2 separate regions of the Sus scrofa genome follow, and region 1 is linked to region 2. Evidence: chromatin contacts called from public Hi-C data. All regions are on one chromosome and are shown on one strand. The core of a region is the stretch at or near the end of the contact, and the rest is flanking DNA. Distances in the headings are between cores, read along the strand shown.

What was found. A called contact is a pair of places that touch in the nucleus more often than the background predicts.
Region 1: a contact with region 2 is called in a Hi-C map of embryonic fibroblasts, with 5 times the contacts expected there. The contact joins two enhancer-like sites. A contact is called at or near these places in 2 of 5 promoter capture datasets (fetal skeletal muscle and liver), 30 of 47 Hi-C or Micro-C datasets (adipose tissue, alveolar macrophages, blood and 16 more) and 2 of 2 datasets of contacts at active chromatin or transcription factors (alveolar macrophages and skeletal muscle).

Annotation. Positions count from the first base shown.
Region 1 is chr1:270,336,104-270,339,595 of Sscrofa11.1, forward strand. No RefSeq gene overlaps it. Among named protein-coding and RNA genes, the nearest start is that of HMCN2, 26 kb to the right of the region's middle. Within about 2 kb of position 2,163, at least 47 of the 83 cell types and tissues checked have an H3K27ac peak or open chromatin away from gene starts, as enhancers often do. A contact at or near this core is called in adipose tissue, embryonic fibroblasts, omental adipose tissue and 2 more, where this site is marked.
Region 2 is chr1:270,234,394-270,237,891 of Sscrofa11.1, forward strand. The region is part of intron 14 of GPR107 (protein GPR107); the gene reads left to right. Among named protein-coding and RNA genes, the nearest start is that of NCS1, 38 kb to the right of the region's middle. Within about 2 kb of position 1,373, at least 21 of the 83 cell types and tissues checked have an H3K27ac peak or open chromatin away from gene starts, as enhancers often do. A contact at or near this core is called in adipose tissue, embryonic fibroblasts, omental adipose tissue and 2 more, where this site is marked.

The sequences.
Region 1 (3,492 bases), core at 913-3,412, 100 kb after region 2:
TGTTGGGAGGGGTGGTGGGGAGGTGAGTAGCTCCCATGGTGGGGTGGGGGGGTTGTCTCAGAAAGACACCCCATGCTTTGTCAGTGTGGCTACCCTCTGCCCTCAGCCTGGACCCTGGCATCTTGGAGGGGCCTCCTCTTTCTCATAGTTCAGCAACCAAGCGATTGATCAATACACGTGGTGTGGGCCCCTCATGTGCCTGGTATTAGGGGTGGGTGGGGGATCCGAGGAGGCAATGGTCTTTGCCTCCTAGAGTTTACTGAAGAAACATGAGTTAGGAGAACCATAAAAGGCAATGCTCCATCAAGAGCATGGGTGCTGGTTAGAGTCAGGGCACCGCTCTTGGGCAAAGGCTCTTGAAAGGCACTTGCATGTGTGGGTTGATGAGATCAAGCAGCCAATGTTGGAATGAGCCACCACCTGCAAAAACAGGTTGCGTTTCACAGTTGGTTTTGAGAAAGGACTCATCAGACCAATGCCACCTGGGAGACAAAGCCAGAGGGCCCAACATAACTCTCACTTTGATGCTGAAGCCACAGAGAAGGGAGGGCAACGATGGTGCCCTCCGTGCCCACACTGGGCACCCAGCGTCCTACCTTGCTCTGGCAGGGCCTGGAGAGAAGGTGCTGGAAGACACACGGGAGGGAATCAAAGACAGCGTGGGAAAGCAGCATGGGAGAGTGGCTGGGGGCACAGCTTCCAGAATCAGACCTGGTTCTCAGCCAGCCTCCACCGCTTGACATTGGGCGTGTATTCGAACTGATGGGGTTTTCTGGTAAAAATGTGGACCCCAGTTAGAGACAGGCAATGATGCCACAGCCCCCCCCAGACAACATTACAACAAAAGCAAATCTTAGGTCAAATTCTGCTAAATGTTCAAATATTTACTAGCAAGAAGGTGCAAAGGTACAAAAGACTTGCCTGTTCAGAGAGTGGGGGGACCCAGCACCCCAGGGACCCCAGGGGCCCCAGAGCACAGCTCTGAAAACCTCAGGCTGTGGGCTGTCTTCCTTGGTGGTACAAAGATGTTCCGTTCCCTGGAATCTTTCTGGCAACGATTTCTCTCCATCACACACTTCTCTTATGAAAAATGATTCCTAACATCCTTTGGCTAATGAATAAACTCTGTGGTGTAGATTTTAATTACAATGCATATTGAAAAGGTTAATGGAGAGCAGATGCCTGACTAGGGTGTTTCAAATACTAAGGGACTGTCATTGAGGTGGAGACTGGAGGTAATTTACATGCACACGTGCTCAGATGCCACGATGCCTCTGAAGCATTCAAAGCCAAAGCGCTGGGAAGCCCAGGATCCAGCTCAAAGGTGAAGGTGTCTGGGGCAGTGTGTCCTGAGGATGGGGAGCCCTCAGTGGGTGCTAGCTGTCCCTGGTGGTGGCTCTGGTCTTTTCCAGGCAGGCTTGAGAGGTGTCTATGGGGACGAGGTTTGGAGACCCCGATGTTGTGGGCACGTGATGGGTCGTCGTCCCTTGCTCTGGATCAGGTTGCAGTCTGCACTGACCTCCCCCTGACTCAGGCTACCTTGGGCAGATCACTGGGTGGAAGCCCAGAGGAGGCATAGCCCTGGCCACTTCCTTCGCATCTGGGCCAACCAATTTACCAGGCTGGCTCAGACTGGCTGCTGTTCTCTGTGACAGCATGGGTGAACCCCCTCCCCACTTTTTCCCACTGTGAGCCTATCCCTCCTGCCCTCTGCAAACCCCAAATGCACGTCTGCATGATAGACAGCATCTCCCTAAATCTTACTCCCTGGATCCCAGCTCAGGGCATCACCAAGCATGGAGAAGAGAAGAAAAAGACAAGTGGGCAGTGGGCGGGAGGGTGAGGAATGCAATGCAGACCCCTGTCCTGATGTGGCCACCCCCTCCCTGCCACCTTTCTGGGGGGGTCCACTGCAGCCGGCCCAGCCACTGGGGCATGTCCCTCTGTGACAGCGCCTGGCTCACCTCCAGGGTCAGAAACTTTGTAGCCCCTAGTTCCCTGGCTGGGAAGAGGCTGGGAAGGTCCCAAGTTTAGGAAAAGGTGAGCTTGCATAGGTAGGATGGTGCCTTCTGCTTGTTCGCGTATACCTTAACCCTGCTACAGTGGTGCCCAGGGCTGCTTGTGGAAGAAAGGACTACATTTCCCAGCATCCCTTGTAGCTGGGGGTGGCCACGTGACTTGCTTCTCACCAATGGGATGAGAGCAATGAACCCAACTTCCCTTTCTCTTCCCCCTTCCTGCTGGCTGGACCTCCGATTCCGAAACCACTTTCCTGGCTGTTTCTGTGACGCCGTGAAGCGGCCGCACCAGCCCTGGACCATTTGCACTGGGATTGTTAGGAGGGAGGGAAACACAGCTCTAAGATGATTAAGTCCTCTGGGGTCTCGGCCACATTTGAACTCAGCTTAATACACTGAGTGATCCACTGGGTCATTTTAAATGAGTGGATGCCGCTTACACATGTTTGCATCTACACTGGCACCACTGCCAGAGGGATTTAGTAAAAAACCATGCAGTGCAAGGCGCTCCCCTTGTGACCTCTTCTCTCCCAGGTCGTTCCTTCCCCCTCTTCCTTTTTCATCTTTCCCCCATGTCCACTCCTCCATGGGCTCAGGGGGCTGAGGGTCCCAGTGGGAAGGATGCCTGGAGGGAGGGCTTTCTTTTGCCGAAGGACGAGGACGTGAGGGCTAGGCAGAGCCCAGCACCCTGCAGGCTGGCCGCACACTGGGCGCCAGAAGGACCTCACCAGGGGCTTCAAGATGGGGGCATGGTGGCACAGGCAGAACTCCCCACAGTTTCTCCAAACTCATATTTCAGAAATTGGGCTGTTTCCCCAGAGACCTGAGAGAAAACTGTCAACATAAGCAGATCTTAGAGGTAACAAATGTGATGAAGCGTGAAAGAGCTTTGTTTAGAGACCAGGGAGGAAGAGTGGAGAATTGCCACCTGACCAAGGGGGCCCCTTTTGGTCACTGGACTGTTGGCTGCCCCAGAGGCGGGGGGAAGAAGTCTCTATCATATTGTGGAGGGGTCCACTTTAATTTTTGAGGGTGCTGAAGGCTCAATATGTCATGTATCCAAAGGCCTCAGACCAACTAACTCAGTGCTGGCTGTTTTCTTTCTTTTCTTTTTTTCTTTTTTCTTTTTTTGTCTTTTTAGGGCCGCACCTGCGGCATATAGCAGTTCCCAGGCTAGGGGCTGAATCAGAGCTGCACCTGCTAGCCTACGCCACAGCCACAGCAACGCCAGATCTGAGCCATGTCTGCAACCTACACGTCAGTTCACGGCAATGACAGATCCTTAACCCACTGAGAGAGGCCAGGGATCCTCTCTCATATCCTCACAGATACTAGACAGGTCCACTACCGCTGAGCCACAACGGGAACTCCTCTTTTCTTTTTTCTTTCTTTCTTTCTTCTTTTTTTTGGCAGAGCCCACAGAACGTGGAAGTTCCTGGGCCGGGGATTGAACCCACGCACATCAGGGGCCCAA
Region 2 (3,498 bases), core at 123-2,622:
GAGCGATTCTCATGCCACCCAGGCTTCGCCATCACACTGGGTTCTTTCACTTTGGTGTTGGACTCAGAATTCCCTCTGAAGCGTGGCGGGGAGGATGCAGGAGAGAAAGATGATGGGCGGTGCGGATGTTTTTAAGCCTCGAGTCTTTCCTTGTGCCTGGGGAAGGATTGTTTGGGGACGTTTTACCCTTTAAGTGGTTGTCGTGGGGCTTTGCTTTCGTGCCTCCCATAGATCACCTGGCATTAAGTCCTCAGGCTGGCCGGCGGCTCCTGGGCATTGCCTGGCATTCTGGGCTGCGAGCCCATCCCTGAGCTGTCAGTGGGTTGCAGGGCTCCAGGTTGCCACCAAGGGTGGGCCTTAGAAGCTTGGCGCTTGGAGGAGGGACTTGGGGTGGAGCACTGGCTTCCCCCCCTGCAAGCTGGGTGCCCTTGGTCACCTCCTAAACTTCTTTGGGCCCAAGTCCTCCGTCCTTCAGGCGGTGGTCACAGCGCCCCTGCCCTCAGAGGCTCCTGGGAGGCGTTCATGAGACGGTGCGTGAGGGGGGCCTGGCGCACCGTTACTGCTCAGGAGATGGGACGCCCAGCTCTGCGGTTTTTATCGTTGTCACAGTTCCAGGACCATCCAGGGAAGACCGGGGCCCGGGGAAGGGGCTCTTTGACGGCCCGCTTGGTTACTCTTTGATGCAAGCGGGAAGGGGAAGATGTGCGGAAGGCGTGACGCTGCCTCCCGGCGGGCGCCTGTGCTCCTCGGCTCCTGCGGCGGAGCTGACTGGTCAGAAGCAGGGCCCTGGGCCGGCGCTTCCTGCCTGGGGGGCACTTGCTCAGGTCTCGTGGGAAGAAGCACTTGCCAAAGCCCGGAGTCCTGGCCACGGGCCTGAGAGTGAGGGGAGGAAGGGGACGCCACACCGAGGCAGCCTGTAGCCGCGCCCGAAGCAGCTGGGCCTGCCCCCAACCCCTGCCCTCCCGTCCCGGGGAGGCTGCTCCGAGCCTCACAGCCGGGCTCGGTTCCAGGGTCAGGCCGCCGGGGCGTCCGTCCTTCAGGAGCGCTCTCGGGGTGATTCCGGTGCTCAGCCAGGTTAGGAAGCATTTGCCGTGAAGAAATTCTCCTCTGAAGGAGACCAGGGCCCCCCAGAGAGGCAGCGGCAGGCAGGCCAGGCGCAGGCACCCGGAGTTGGCAGTGGTGCAGGGACCGGAGTTCAGGTCTCCTGGCTCCCGTCCGAAGTACGTCTGCTCTCCCCATGCTCATTCTTTTACCATATTTGCTGTTCCCCGTGGCGGGGTGAGAAACAGCCAGCCCAGCCTGGGTGAGCCTTCACTCCCGTGGGAGCCCAGCGCAGCCGAGGTCCAGCGAGCACAGGCTGTCAGCGTGCGTAACTCTGGGGAAGGCTTCTTTGGAAGAAAAGCAAAAGGGAGGCTTGAGATCCCGGGCTTCGCCCTGCTGCTCACTGCCCGTTGCCTCGTGCTGGCGAGGTCGCAGCCTGGGGGTGGGTCCTCCTCTGCTGTCAGGCCACCCAGCGTGTGCGCGTGTGGCCGCCCTGCTTCCAGGAGATCCCGGGGCCACCACTGCGTCCTGTTTTACTTACTAGAGCCTGGGTTCCTGCCAGACGTGGCAGCCCCAGCACCTCTTCTGGCATTGGACTGAGAAGGCAGACAGGCGGCCCTTGAGCAGGGCAGGGTTAGGGGCCTGGCCCTCTGCACAGTCAAACATCCAAGTGTAACTTAGAGTCGACCCTCCATCATCACGGTTCCTCTGTATCTGTGGTTCCACAGCTGTGCGTTCAGCAAACCGCGGCCCCCACAGTATCGTAATGTTGACTCCTGAGAAAAAAGTGCACGTTTGAGTGGCCCAGAGCAGTTCAAACCCATGTTGTTCAGGGATCGGCTGGAATCCTAATGGAATCCTAGTACTGTCACATCAGACATTGATCCAGTGCTTGCTGTGTGCTGTTGGTGTTCCAGGTAGTTTCATCAATCCCCCCAACAACCCTAGTGGTAGGTGGTGTTATTCTTGTTTACGGATGAAGGAGCTGAGGCTCAGAGAGGTTAAGTGAGTTATCTGAGGTCACACAGCCAGTAAGCAGCGCAGTTGGAATTTTAACCCAAGCTGTTCAGATGTGCAGGGCCTGTGCTGTTACCCACTCCTGTTTCTTATAACAGTAAGCGAGCTTGCTTCCTGCCTTTGCTGCCTTGGCTGTAACTTGAACACCATGTGGGACCCAGGAGCCTGATCCCAGGAGCTGAGCTTTTGCAATAAATGTCTTACTTTTGCCTGGAATTGCTGTCTGTCCTGACTAGGGGCTTCAGAGCAGAGTCAGTACTGGTTGTTCCCAAGATGCGTTTCCCCATCCTGGCTCGTGCCCTGGGATGGCATGGCATCACTGCTTTGCTGGCGTGTCCTCACGGCGCCTGGATGTGGCGGACAGGCTCGTTTTTAGAGCGCTTCCTGGCCTGCCTCACTCCGAGTGTCTGACCCAGATTCCAGGGGCTGTGAGGGGCAGGACCTTAACCCCTCCACTCTCTCTCAGCCAGCTCTCCCTCTGCCCCCTGATTCCCTTCCCTGTGGCTGGGAGGGGACCCCTCAGGCTTCACCTGAAGAGTTCTCTCCGATGTCCTCAACGCCATCTCCCCTGCCAGCCACCAGGGCGGGGCCCGCCTGCTCCCTGCCCGCTCTGTATGGACAGATGCCTCGCCGCTTCTCAGAGGAACCTCCACAAATTCAAGGGTCATGACCTCAGTTGGGCCCTTATTCTTGGTTCTCCCACCCCTTCTCCAGAAGACGTGCTGAAGTGTAGATTTGATCAAGGTCCTGCCCGGCCTCGGCCTGAGGAGGAGGCTGCTGGTGGTCGTCTCCGTCTGACCGGGTTTCTCGCCCCACCCTCGGTCTGGCCGAGGCCCAGGTGTGACGCCGGCCTCTCCGAACCTTGGTCCCTGCCCTTCCCATGCTCTGCTGGGCCTCTGTGTGGATGCCGCCTCCTTGGGGACCCTGTCCTCCCCCACCCCTTGCCCGGCCACGTCTCTCTGTTGGTCTCATGGCTCTGTTGAAGCGAAGGCAGAATTGGTTTGCCAGGGGATATTTCAGCAAGCAAAATTCAGAAGAGACTTTTAACGTGTTTTTATTGTTTAAATGATCTGATTGTTGGTGCTGTTCTTTCTCAGTTATTGACAAAGGAGAGGATGGCGCATCCAAATTCAAGAGTGGTTTGCTCGTTTGGAAGGGCCCCGGCTCTCTGAGGCCACCTGGGCTTGTGGGCAGAGTGGAGCAGGACCTGGCCATCTCATTGACCGCTGCCAGTGGGAGCAGGGACGTGCACACGAAAAGGAACACGAAAGGAACACTGGTTTAAACAAATGTGCGAGTCATCCAACACGTCTCAGTTTTGAGATCTTGTCCTCCTGTCCCCCAGACCGCCCGGCACTGTGCGCCAAGCATTGTGGGTGGATAGCCAGTGACCCAGGGCCCCTCATGCCCAGGGGGACGGCAGTTGCCCCAGGGCAGAGG